Regions from separate parts of the Drosophila melanogaster genome. Here region 1 is linked to region 2. Evidence: chromatin contacts called from public Hi-C data. All regions are on one chromosome and are shown on one strand. Each heading gives the region's core, a stretch centred on a gene start, on an enhancer-like site or on the middle of the called end of the contact. The rest is flanking DNA. Distances are from core to core; before and after follow the strand shown.

Evidence for each region. Hi-C and Micro-C count contacts between places; a contact is called where the count stands out from the background.
Region 1: a contact with region 2 is called in a Hi-C map of the Kc167 cell line, with 3 times the contacts expected there. The contact joins the promoter of BRWD3 here to the promoter of SMC6 in region 2. A contact is called at or near these places in 9 of 107 Hi-C or Micro-C datasets (the D17-c3 cell line, the Kc167 cell line, the OSC cell line and 4 more) and 1 of 6 datasets of contacts at active chromatin or transcription factors (the Kc167 cell line).

What each region holds. Positions count from the first base shown.
Region 1 is chr3R:24,317,520-24,324,299 of dm6, forward strand. It overlaps BRWD3, which reads left to right and starts at 1,481. Exons shown (of 15, transcript NM_170139.3): 1 at 1,481-1,638; 2 at 1,890-1,948; 3 at 2,073-2,102; 4 at 2,498-2,557; 5 at 3,149-3,395; 6 at 3,457-4,264; 7 at 4,344-4,440; 8 at 4,505-4,819; 9 at 4,878-6,780. The coding sequence starts at 1,596. Nab2 (Nuclear polyadenosine RNA-binding 2) reads right to left here and starts at 900. Exons shown (of 5, transcript NM_142986.4): 1 at 696-900; 2 at 377-602; 3 at 1-322. The coding sequence starts at 737. It also overlaps asRNA:CR46093.
Region 2 is chr3R:24,188,329-24,195,260 of dm6, forward strand. It overlaps SMC6 (Structural maintenance of chromosomes 6), which reads right to left and starts at 5,095. Exons shown (of 14, transcript NM_142971.3): 1 at 4,984-5,095; 2 at 4,654-4,916; 3 at 4,377-4,596; 4 at 4,049-4,322; 5 at 3,863-3,989; 6 at 3,718-3,795; 7 at 3,487-3,659; 8 at 3,034-3,431; 9 at 2,578-2,977; 10 at 2,045-2,507; 11 at 1,376-1,987; 12 at 1,094-1,312; 13 at 902-1,032; 14 at 722-841. The coding sequence starts at 4,905. The coding sequence ends at 820. It overlaps CG6204, which reads left to right and starts at 5,504. Exons shown (of 5, transcript NM_142972.5): 1 at 5,504-5,720; 2 at 5,783-6,717; 3 at 6,778-6,932. The coding sequence starts at 5,573. CG5515 reads right to left here and starts at 568. Exons shown (of 3, transcript NM_176554.2): 1 at 342-568; 2 at 188-279; 3 at 1-133. The coding sequence starts at 263.

The DNA of each region.
Region 1 (6,780 bases), core at 231-2,730, 130 kb after region 2:
GTAGTTGAGATGATCTCAGACACAGCGGGCACATCCAGCGCCCTATTGGCCGATGCATCCTCATCCTCGATGGACTTGCGATTTTTCTTTTTGTGCAGGATCTCGTCTTTGGCACTGAGATCAATGTCCATGGTTTTCTTTGCCTTCTCGAGAAGCTCTTCGGCAAAAACATCCGTGATGGAACTGACAATTGGCATGGCATCTGAGGAACTTGGCTGTGGTTCCGACAGCTCATCTCCGGACTTTCGGTGCGGTCGCTTATCCTTCTTGGATCCTTTTTTGTCCTTCTCCTGACCGCGAGACTTGCGCTTCTTGCTGGAAGCTGAAAAAATTGGAGTTAGTGGGTGCTTAAGTATGATGAGCATATCCATCATACCACTGGATGTGGGGAGTGTGACCTCTTGGAGCTTTTGCAGCACTTCGTGCAGCCAGGTGACAAAGAGGTCAGTTTGATCGCCTAGGAATAGATTCAGCTCGGCGTTCATCTGCTGTTTGGTGCGCTTGTTGGCCACCATGACCATGACGTAGTCCGGCAATTCATCGTCTATAAAACCGGCCGATCCTCCGGTTCCCAGCTCCAGCAGCTTTGCCTTTACGGCGCTCTATTAATGAAGTGCAAAAATATATATAGTATTGGAGTATCCAATCCGAGCGGTATCCATAACGAGTTCATTGATTTTTTTCCAATGACTTACGCGCATCTTCTGACCAATCTCGCTGCCCAGATTGCACTCCATGTTTGCTGGTTTATCTATCGCCTTTTTCGCTGTTTATTCGCCGCGAGCATTTATTATTTACGCTTACTTTGTGGCTACACTCCACTTTTTGTTACATTAGAAAATGGCAAAACCTCCCAAAAAAAAAAAATATCGCAGCTGCTCCGATATTCATAACTAGTGGTGTGCGTTTGACATTAAGGGTATTCACGTTTAATTCACACGTTTTATAATGTATATATCGATTTTCTATAAACATAGCTTTAAAATAATAAATAGTTACAGAAATTTCATTTGAAATTAAAATGGCAAATTAAAAACTTCTGAAATTTAAAAATGCTCCTGGCCATGGCCATGAACTGAAGTGCAACATAACTTCAAAATAATCAACACCAATGGGACAATTTAAAAATATAAAAAGATTTCACTTGTTATTCATTAAATCATAAGTCTAGTTATCAAGAATTTGTGTAGTAGCTATTAAATTACATTCGAAAATTAAAAGCGAATAATTGCAAACAGTTTATTTAATCACATAGCTAAATATAAATTTCATAATAAGCTTAAATTCCAAACCAATGGCTACGAATATGTTTGACTGAGAATTAAAATTCTCAATTTGAAGTAAATATCTTAGATTGTAGAATCCTGCGAAGCATTTCAGTGCATCATCTCAAATTCAAATACGAAAATTGGCTCCTTCGGCTAAGACTCGATACCCATCTTGTGAGCCCCGCCACCAACTATCGATACGCAAAGGCATTTCATTCGGTGGGAATGGCAATCGAGTGTCACACGGGAAGAAGAAGCTGCGAAAAGAATTTTAGAAGAAAGCAACTGCAATTTTGTCATAATCGGAGCTGCAATTCGCAATGAATAATGGAAACTAGACAACCCAGTTCCGGTGATGATCTAAAGCCAGGTGCGTACCGCCCGGTGGCGCAGCGAGTGCGTCCAACGGGGCTACCAAAGGCAGCCCCTTTGACTTTGTGAAATGTGTGTCTGTGTTTCGCTCGCCCTTCGAATCGAATGGCTGCGTTTTTTCGACTGCGTTTCGCCAAGCGAAATTCACGGGCCCCTTTGGCCAGATATATCTGGAATATTGACGACTCCCAGCGAGCGCATTTTCGACAACTTGTTGCACTAAAACCCGTGAAATCCTCTATCTTGCAGAGCTGTACTTCCTCATTTCCAAGTTCCTGGCCGCGGGACCGCTGGAGGAGACGGCGAAGGTGGGTTGAAAGCAGCGCTCGCGCGAGATCGCATTGGAATCGTATTTCGCGCTAAAAGAGCGGAATTTCGTTTTGTTTACAAACATTTACATTAATTCTGAAACTAAATTCTATCCAACTGTAGGTCTTGATCCGGGAACTCGAAGAGAAGAAGGTGAGTTTTGTTGGTGCTGCAGCTGTGTTTTTGGCACAGATATTTCGGACTCGAATTGAGAGGGGGGCCAAAAAAAAAATAGAAAACCGCGTTTGTTTATACGCTTTGTTTTGGTTTTGTTGTTGTTTCTGCTGCCGGCAGCGAACGACGAAAAACCCACTTGTACGTCCGCTTGTCTCAGAGTTGGGAATCAGACTGAATTGTGGATTTGCTGGGGCCACGTGAATATATAGTCCATTAAAAAAAGAAGAGAAAAACATGAAAAAAGAAATGGAATCATAGGGATGCCCCCGCGACGTCATCGTCGACGTCACGGAGTGCAAGTGATAAGAGTCATACATGCATGCATATATATTTACACCCGTCTATATATACGTACACCTTTCGATTCCCAGGTTTTGCCGCGTCGTCTCGATTGGCAGGGAAACGAGCATGAGCAGACCTTTGAGGAATTGGTGAGTGTTTTCATAATTAATCAATTAGCTTTTCAAAGTTATCGTTTAATGCCTTTTGATCGGCATTTAAGTCTTGCGTAAGTGTGCGTCTGCTGCGGCATTTTCCGTCTCAGTCGTTCGCTCGCCTTTGTGACGTCATCGTGTCAGGGAATAGAGAAAAAGTTGCACATCAAAATTCAAGTTGTTAATTTAAAAAACATTACAACTAAAGACATCAATCATTCTGACTGTTAAATTAACAAATAAGTAAGCAACTATTTAATTAAAAAGGCAGCAAAAAATTGCAAAAATTCGTAAAAGACTAAAGTGGAAAGCAAAAATTCTAAAACCCTCGTAAAAATTGTAAATTTTGAAAAATCTTAATTTTTTAAACAAATGCTTTGTAATTTAGTTTTAACAATTAGCTGCAACCAGCCGACATTTTGGTTTCTCACACATACACATGCCCATGCGCACAGACACATGCAAGCAACCACCACTTTGCCTTGACTTGTGCGCGAGGGAACGAGACAAGCATACGTTGTTGAAGCTATCGCACCGTTTATCGCCCAATCGATAGGAATACGTTAAATTTTGATTTTGAATTCGCAGGAACGAAAGTACAAGCACATTGGCGCCAATCACTTGCTTGAAATATGCAGTCGTCTGGGTCCACTGGTGGATCGCGAGCTTCCGCCCAGTGTTCCGGGCATCAACTCGCTGTTGGGTACTGGGCGCCAGAACCTCCTGCGCACCAAGGAAACCGTCTACTGCCATCGCTCCTTAAGGGACTACTGCACCCGCCTGAATGGAGTCTCGCTGCCGGATTCGGTCCTTACAAAGCCGACCCACAACTTAGGTTAGTTGCATGGTAGAGTTTTATTCGCATATTAGAGACTAACCCATTTATATTTCCAAAGATCGCGTTCTAACTGGACGGGAACACGGCGGGGAAGTCCGTCGCAAGCTCCTCGTGCCCACGGACCTCTACCGCCGAACAAAATTGCTCCGTCGCACTGTGGGCCACCTGTCCTCAGTGTACTGTGTTCTGTTTGATCGCACAGGAAGATACATCATCACCGGAGCCGATGATCTACTTATTAAGATATGGTCAGCGGCAGATGGCCGCCTGCTGGCCACTCTGCGAGGCGCCTCATCCGAGATTACAGACATAGCCATTAACTTGGACAATACGATGCTGGCTGCCGGGTCATTGGATCACATACTAAGAGTGTGGGACATGCAAACCACATCACCCATCGCCGTACTGTCTGCTCACACGGGCATGATAACTTCGGTTAACTTTTGTCCGTCGCCACGTAGCGATCTGAAATATCTGGTGACTACCAGCACAGATGGATCGATCGCCTTCTGGCAATACTCAACGCCGCGCGGGCAAAAGATCACGTTTGCCCCGAAGCCAACGCAGTATCATGAGAAACTGCGGCCCGGACAAGCTCAGATGATGTGTACCACCTTTTCGCCAGGAGGCATTTTTCTGGCCGCTGGGTCTGCCGATCACCATGTGCGCGTCTATATGATGGGCGAGGACGGTCCGAAGCGAATATTGGAGACGGAAGCTTACACAGATGCCGTGGACTCGGTGCAGTGGTCGCATCGTGGACTGAGATTTATATCGGGGAGCAAGGACGGCACAGCACACATCTGGACGTTTGAGTCGCAGCAGTGGAAAAGTTCCAAACTATGCATGACGGAGCGTCTGGCCAGGTGAGTGCGATTTTCTTTAAAATGTTTCTAGCTAGTAAGGAATTCTCTGAAAACTAATAGCTTTGTAATTAAATTGCAGCTGCCCGGAACCAGAGGAGGGAAAGAGGCTTAAGGTAACCATGGTGGCTTGGGATGCCTCGGACCGTTATGTCATCACCGCCGTAAACGATTTTACTGTAAGCATCCGTCTTAAAACGTGCTAAACATTTACTTATAATTAATAATCCCATTTAAAAACAGATAAAAATCTGGGACTCGAAGTCAGCCAAGCTGCATCGTGTTCTGCGTGGGCACAAGGATGAGCTTTATGTGCTTGAGTCGAACCCAAGAGATGAGCATGTCCTGCTTTCCGCCGGGCACGATGGCCAGGTATTTCTGTGGGACATCGAGCAGGGCGTTTGTGTGGCCAACTTCCTTAACGACATCGATGGCCAAGGCCATGGCAGTGTCTTTGATGCAAAGTGGTCACCGGATGGCACAATGATAGCTGCCACCGATTCGCATGGACACATCCTGATTTTTGGTTTGGGCGTGTGCATTGAAAAGTACAAAATGGTAAGTTGATTGAGGAGTATTTTTCAAAGGATAAAGTTAAATGTATTTATTCTTTCAGCTTCCCACGGAGCTGTTCTTTCACACGGATTTTCGACCTTTATTGAGAGATGCGCAGCACCATGTGGTGGACGAGCAGACGCAGATAATGCCGCACCTAATGCCCCCGCCTTTCCTGGTCGATGCAGATGGCAACCCGCATCCATCAAGGTTTCAACGATTTGTGCCTGGTCGTGAGAGCTGTAGCCTAGACCAATTGATTCCAAATCTTACGGTAGGCGTGGATGGCGTAGTAATCGACGATGGAGGTGCAGGTGGAGATGCTGTTGTGGCCGCTGCACCCGCTGAAGCTCCGCCAGCCGCATTGCCCCCTGCTGCTGCTGGAGGACCACAGGGAGCTAACTACTCCCATATCGACCGCATGATTGCAGCCTTGGCCAATCGGCAGTCGGTTAATGTAAATGCCAATGATGCCAATCCGACCAACGGCAACCAGTCCTTCGAACGTTTGACCAATCGTCAAATGCCGGACTCCAATGGCAGGCAATCGTCACGTGGCAATGTCCTGGGTAGTCGTTTGAGCACGCCTCGCCAAGGATGGGGTGCCGCAGCTGCCGCGCCAGTTGAGGATCAAGCAGGGCCGTCTCAACCTCCGGCAGAACCTGCAGCCGAACCTGGCCAGGCACAAGTCCAACAGGCGCTGCCTCTGAAATTCATCCGTCGCACTTATGTGCGTCCCATGAAGTATCCCCAGTTGCAAAACCTTAAGCAGACTATTTACTCTGCCGGTCAGTTTGAAAAGCAGGAGTACAAACGCGAAATGCGACGCCGACCCATCATGATAAACACTGCCAGTGCAGCATCTTCGCAGCAGCCAGGAAGCGTTGGCAGGCCACGAAACACACGTGGCAATGGCGGCGGCGCAAGAGCTGGACGAAGACGTGGCCCCCAGCCAGCTGGCGGACAGCCACAACCCGCTTATCGCACCCGCGCTGTTCGGGATCAGGAGCCGGAGCACTACGATGAGGTAGCGCCGCCACCCGAGGAAGAGGAGGAAGATGTGTCCAGCAACTCGTCCGGCGACACGAGCTACTCGAATGTGGAAGAAAACCTAGAGGACAGCAGCGATGAGTCGGAAACGGACAGTTCCGATTACTCTGACTGGGTGGCGGATACTCCTGGCCCGAATCTGGAACCACCAAAACGATCCAAGCGTAAGCCACTCTCACGGCGACCCCGGAGTAGTGATGACAGCAGCGATGATGAGCGAGCGGGCAGATCCAGAGGTGGGCAGGTTACGGCCCGGAAGGTTGGACGTAAAACTGTTTTGTTTCCGCCCACAGATGCAAATGGAGAGATACCGGAGCTTTATCGTCCCGCTGAGTGGCTATCTGAGGTGATTCCACGTAAGGCACCCTATTACCCCCAGATGGGTGATGAGGTAGTCTACTTCCGGCAAGGACACGCAAAGTACTTGGATGCAGTCCGCCTGAAAAAGGTCTACAAGCTCTCGCACAGCTCGGAGCCGTGGAACTTTCACACACTGCGCGACCACGAGCTGGTGCGTGTGATTGGAATCAAGTACGAAATCCGCCCACCCCGATTATGTTGCTTGAAGTTGGCCATCATCGATGAGGAGGGCAACATGACGGGGACAACGTTCAAGATCAAGTACCATGACATGCCCGACGTTTTGGACTTTTTAGTGCTGCGGCAGACCTTCGATCTTGCAGTGCAGCGCAACTGGAGCATTGGTGACCGGTTTCGCTGCATGATTGTCGATGGCTGGTGGATGGGTCAGATTGAATCGCGCCACGCCCTCTCTGCTGACTTCCCCGACTCGTCCTTCATGTGTTTCCGCGTGCGCTGGGATAATGGAGAGTATGAGTTTATGAGTCCCTGGGACATGGAACCCATCGATCAGCAAAGAGTACCGGACGAGGTGGGAGGTGCTGTTCCAGTTC
Region 2 (6,932 bases), core at 3,845-6,344:
GGTGCTCCATCCGGATAGGTAGCTGTGAATGTGAAGACCAGTTTGCAGGCAAGACCTTTCTCGGGCTCCTCCGAACTGTACTCCTCCGTGGCAATTGGAATCTGGAATTTGTGGTGCGGCTCCGTGGCGAGAACTGAACAGAAGCAATTATTGGATATGGATTTCAAGGAAGTGCCGTGGTACTTACTCTCCATATCGCCACAGTATATGGAGTCCAACGCCTCGACCTCGTTGGTCTGATCTTCCTTGTAGTTGCGGCTCATTTTGCAAATTTAATAGCTTTAACAATTTCAACAAACAAATAAGACAAATCCGGTCGCCGCCGCGTTGAGGTTACTTACAGCTGAGAGGCGCTGCACGGTCAGACTGCTTGATGAGTTCAGTTCAATAGAGAAATATATCTTTAACCAAGTCTGTCAGACTTAAAACCTGAATAAAAATGGGTTTCAAAAACATTGGGAACCTAAGTTAAGACAAATCACTTTTTTAACAATGAAATCATACCACTTTACGCAGCTTAAACATGCAGCCAACATATGATTCGCAAGGGTTGCCACCCTGCACTTAGCAATGCTGCCACACAAAGGAACACCCTTAATATTTCGGATATTAAATATTTGAGGGCGCGTTTGAAATCCTTTCAAAATTCAAATAATTTCAATATAAATATTGAACAATATTTTATTCGAAAAACAAACATCACATAACTTAAAATTTAATTCGTCAATATAAATCTGGTTTTCATTAACTCTGATAAATACAGTTTGTGTTGATGCTTCGTCGCCCGCAACTTTTAAGTTAATACACTATTTTAAAATGTTACCGTTCAGGAGCCTCAAGTCTGCAAATAAATTGAATGCAATTAATGTGGTGCTCAATTTCGACTAATTAGTTTTCATACTTGTGCACAGTGATCAGATTGCTAGCCTCGACCTTCGTATCCTGGGGCGTCAGAAAACAATACTGACGCGATAACCACTCCAAACCCTCGCCGATTAGAATTTCCGTAATAAACTTCCGGTTCACTTCATCCTGAAAGAAGGTACATTGTCTCGGTATACTCAAAGAAGTGGCGAATATAAAACGAACTCACTGTAAACACATCGTATTCGTCCAAAAAGTAGAACGGATGATCTGAAGTGCTCCAAAGTCCTTTCAGCAAGGAAACTGTCGTGAACGATCGTTCACCGCCCGATAAACTCCTGGTATTGGAAGTCTCATTCCCACTGGGCGGAAATACGTTAATCTTCCACGTCTTCTCCTTGTCACTGGTCTCGAAACTAACTTTAAATTGTCGCATAGCAAGAGCTTGCTGTGAAAAGTAAATAAAAGCATTGGTAAGAATGTAATAGGTTTCCAACAACCCAATATATACCTCAAACTGAAACTGAACCATTGTGAAGTAATGGTGTCGCGATCGCTGGAAAAGTTGAGCTCGCTGATGGTAGGCCATGCGCAGCTTCTTGACCACGGAGTCAACCACGGCCAGGTGCCGAGATTGAAGTTCCAATTCGTCTCGCAATTCCGCCAGCCCTCTCTCCAGCTCTTCAGGATTGTAGTTCAGCTCCTCCACCTGTTTGATCTTTGATTTGTAGCGACTGATTGCCTCGCGTATTTTCTCCTCCGTTTGCGTCGTCGCTATGAACTCTCCCAATTTCTCGGCCTCGGTGCGAGCCTTTTCCAATTCGCTTAGCACGGTTTCCTTCTCGCCAAGCATTTTCCTCTCCAACTGCAACGTTTTCTGGAATCTACGTGTGTTTTCTTCATAGTGGAGGTCCAGGCTTCGCATCTTGCTTTCGACTTCGCCAGCTTCGGTGTCCAGTGCGGTAAGCTTTTTGTTAATACCTTCAAGGGCTCGCCTCTCTTCGGCTTCAGTTGACTCAAGTTCTGTCTGGCGATGTTGGATGCTAAGAAGTTTTTCCTGCAGCATTTCCCGTTCTAGCCTACATTTCTCAATTTTCTCGCCGCTATCAGCTAAATGAGATTTCTACAAAAGCAATAAAATAAATAACTAATAAAAGGATATGTGAGAAATAGTCATTACCAAACGATCATACTCCGGTAGCTCTTGATAGTCAAAATTTTGCAGCTCCATTATCTTCTGCATCGCCTTCTGATTCCTTGATTGATGCTGACCAATCATAGTACTCTTCTGCGAAATCACTTTTTGGGTGTTTTCCAGTACCTTTTTGTGTTGCATGTAGTCTATTTCTAAAGAAGGCTCCTTTTCCTGAAGATCGCTTTGCTCCATTTGAAGCTGTCGTATCCGATCATCAACGTTTTTCTGAATATAGCGGGCGGGTGTTATTCTAGTCGAGTAGACGGCATAGTTGGGAGATGGTATGTACTCCAGTCCCAGGTTTGGCACTAGCACACGCGTTAGATTGGGCGGCACATTCTCAGTGTCGGAGGTGAGAAATTCGGCAATTTCCTTGGACTCCGTCACAAGAACCGTTTCGATACGCAGAATATCAATAAGGTAGTTCATTACCACAGGATCATCGCAGCTGAATGTTTCGAATATTTAGAATATTTATAGTGAAATGAATTGCATACATCAATTGCAAATGTATTTACCTGATTTCATCGATTAGAACTGTGGTATTTGGAGTAGTGGGTTGCACCTTATTCCTAGACACGTCGTAAACCCGATCCGTAAACGGACTGGTTATAATAGTGGGCATATTGCCACCTTGGAACTTGTTTTGCAGCAACGCCCGCAGCGACTGGCGCTCGCGGTCTGAGCCAACGATAAAGGAACGCAGGCAGTGCATGAGCTGGTTCTCGATGAGGTCGCGGTACTTTGGATTGGGCGCACTGATATACTGGCCCAGCGGGCCGCGAGGCATTCTATGCATATTGGAGCCGGCATACTGAGTTCGCAGTGCATGAACAACCTGTATTGTTTGCTCACCGTACACGGACAGTTTGTTGGACTTGTTACGGGACAGAGCTTCTATCTCCCAACTGATGTTTTCTGTAGAAATTGAAAAATATATAATAGATTCTATTAGAAAGAAGATATCCACTCACGCTTTGATTTATGCAGCTGTATTCTTCCATTTTTTACAGCGTCCAACCTTTCCTGGACTGAGGTTATATCTCGTTTAATCTCCTGCTGCTCTGCTCGCAACTGGGCGATGATCTCCTCGCTTTTGACTACTTGTTTCTTTAACATCTCAATCTTGTTAGCGTTTTCTTCCCGCTGCTCATTAACCCGATTAAAGTCGGCATGATAGTTTCCTATCAGCTTTTCACATTCATCATACGAACGCTGATCCTCTCGCATGCGCCGTTCTGCGTTCCCTATCTTGGCTTTGACTTGGCTGGCTTCTAGAAGCAGATCCTGTACTGCTTTCTTAGCGGTTTTAAGCCTTTCATCCTGGAACTTTTGGGTTGCTAATATTTGATTTTTAGAAGCCTCAAACTCTCTGATGACAAAATAAAATGATTGTATATGATTATTGTATTATTTAGTAATCTTACTTCAATTTTTGGTTCATGGTGGCTTGCGTACTCTCCTTTTTGGATGTTGTCTGCTCCAGACTGGCCTTCTTGTTTTCAATCAGTTTAATTGAATGCTCTAGATTATTGAGCTCATTTTGGTAACTAGTCACGGCCATCCATGCCAGCTTTGTTTTGCACTGCTGTAGGTTTTCCTGATTAAGTATAGCGATGTTAGGTGTTACCGTGATTACAAGAAGTTAAATTTCCTACCTTGACCATTTCCTTATCCTCAAGAATCGACAGCTTTTCCTCCTCCGCGGCAATGTGCTTTATCATCATTTCTTTTTTCTGTTAAATTAAAACAACAAAAAACATATGTAGAGACAGGAAATATTAAATGTTAAACTATTTCCACCTTTTCCAATTGTTCCAGTTCTTGGGTGAAATGACGTCGCAGGGCATGGCACTCAGTTAGACTGCTGGTGCAAACATCCAGTTGAGTTGCTTTCATCAACAGTTTGTAATTCGATGCTGGCTCCAATCTGTAAACAATAAAACATGCTTAAGAGGCATGTCTGAAGGCTATTGCAAATCTTCTTACTCTTTTAGAAACTCCCTCGCCGCCTCCTGATTCAGCACAAAAATCGGATTCTCCACATTGATGCCGAAGCAGAGCAGCATGCGCCTAATATCGGACACTTTCTTCGAGACGCTTTTACCTCGAGCGTCCTGAAGATCGTACGTCGAGGAGGAGTGGCGTATTTGACGCACCACGGTAAGGTGGGGCCCGAAGATGTCCGCTTTGAAGGGCCGCAATCCCGAATTGGACAGTGTTATGGAGATGGTGGCACTAACTTCGCCGTTCTTGATTAACTCTGAAATGCATATATCATAATTGCCTGATTTGTATTGCCCTTTCTCCTACCTACTCTGTATACTGCTGGCCCTGTTGGTTGCCCTAGCGCTGCTGGTCAGACCCAAAGCCAGTGCCGTGATTACAGCGCTCTTGCCACTGCCATTATTGCCAACCAGGAAGTTAATATTGGGCCCAAACTCAATAAACAGATTGGAGTGGCACATGAAGTTCGTGAGACGCATGGAAATTACTTTGCCGCAGCGATCGAAGGCGTTCGGTATCGATAGCTCTGACTATGGATAATATGGGTTAGATAAACTGGGTCTAAATGGTTTATCTCTCAGTGCTACCGTCAGATTAAAGTTCACGGAGCGCTGGGACATGTTTAAAGTTGTTTGGCGCGCCTGCTTGTTCCGAGACCTTGCCGTCTGCGAAGTAGACGCGTTCGCATATTTCTCTGTCTCTTCTTCGACAAAATCCGGCTCCGCCTCCGCCACGAACTGCTGTTTGCTCCTCTTGCGAGTGGGTTCTGCCGTTGAGCCATCGCTTTCAGATCCGGGCGAAGGCATCCGCCGAATCCTTCCTCTGCGACTCCGCTCCATTTGGTTTTGTTCTACGCGAGGCAAAAAGCGCGGGCTGATATAAATGTAAACAACTTGGTTTGGACTGACTGAACTTACTCTGCTTACTAGCCTAGATATGTGCCTGTACTATTGTAATTGTTGTTGATTGCAATAATAAGAGTGCAAAAGAAATCTCAAGCGCGCTATCGTAAACAATTTTGCGAAATAACACCACAGCCATTCCATTCCGTTCCAGGCGCAGTGTGACCAGGTCGGATGCGATTTGAAGCGTCACAGAACAATCACAGATTTCTGCCAATGCAGTAGAAATTCATTGGCATGTACCACCTTATATTTAAAAATACTTAACTAATTACAGTTTATAGATGCGAGTAAACTGCAATTGTATATTGCTCAATATTTAAAGACATATTTAAATATAAGGTGCATATTTGTGTTTTGCATTTATGCTAAGGCTAATTAATTATTTTTAAATACCTTAGGTCCACATAAGAAATGTTCACTGTAAATTGCGCACTTTAATTTTTGAAATTTCATTTTAGAGGTGGAGAAACGTCGATGATTCCTTGAAAAACATCGATGTTTGTGATATTTCGATCCATCTATGTTTCTCCACCTCTATTTCATTTGCTATTTCCACGAAATCAAATATTTATTTATTTCCAAGAAATCAAAACGAAGCCCCATGTCAAGTTCAGATGACGATTGGTTTGACCAGGATGAGAACAAACTGTTGCAGGGCCTGGAGAAGTCCTTGAAGTCCCTGGAGCTGCAGAAGAATGAGGAGTACATCGAATGCCCCCCATCTGAGCGTAAATGCCCCCCATCTGAGGGTAAATACCACCTTATGGTTAAGCAGCCATAATATTGGTACTATCAAGCTTTTTGATTTCAGTGGGGGAGTACGTGATGCAACATACACGGTTCTCCCTGACCGAGTTAACAAATGCCTTAAAAATGCCAGCCATCGACATGTTCTTATACTTTTTGTCCGATAAGCGAGATCTCTTCGAGAATCAAGTGTTGGCCACTGACAATGTGAAACGAGTTGGCCTGTTCGTGGATGTCCTGTGGTCGCTCTGTGAACTCGAATTGGGCGGATTCGATGAAGTCTTTCTGTCCGCATTCAGCCGGCAGACGGCGCTTCTGGACAAGATCAAGAATCTTTTGCAGGCCAAAGCCGCTGTGGCAAAATGCGATGCGGAGTCGGCACTGATATTAAGCCATAGTAAGTGGATGCTTCTACGAGCCCATAAGCATGGCCTCCTTAGTCACCAGGGCTACGAATTGGTGGAACTTTATAAGAAATTGGCACCTTCCTTTAAAAGCGACATGATTGATGGTCTTGAAGCATTCACCGGTAACTTTTCACATAACGTCAAGGGCCTAATTTATCCAACGCTGGAGACGTTACTGGGCAAAGATGCAACTAAGGCTCCCAATGAAGAAGAGGATGAGGGCTTGGTGTCCGACAAAGTAGTCAAATATGTGAATGCACTGCGAAATTTACTAAGGGAAGATTTTTTAGCACCACTAGTTGAGTTTGTGCAACAGCTGCGCAGCGGAACGGATGTCGATGAGTTGAAGCAACAGGGCCTTCTGTGGTCCGATGTGCATCTGACTTTAAATCCACAGTTTGCCAACGCTCAGCGTCATAGCCTTGTTTTTTTGAAGGTTCAATTTACTAAAGAATCCAAGAATGCCTATAAGACTTGGCTGAATTCTATCAAATCTGGGACTCTGCTCTGTCTTACCACGAGTCTGGCCTTTGATGATTTAATTCTGGCTTCCGTTGGCTACACTGAGCCAGAAAAACTAAAGGAGGATTGCGTAAGATATGTGTTAATCATTATAAAGATTAATGTTCATAATATTTCCATACATCCGCAGCTAAGTGTGCAGATTGTCAAGCAGTATAATATTGGAAACGCCTACAACCGACCACTGATCATGTTCCAGGCGCCCGTGTTTTTCGAGCCTTATCTCAGAGTTCACAATTACCTGAGCACCTGCAGCACAGAGAAGTTTCCCATGGGTCGCTATAT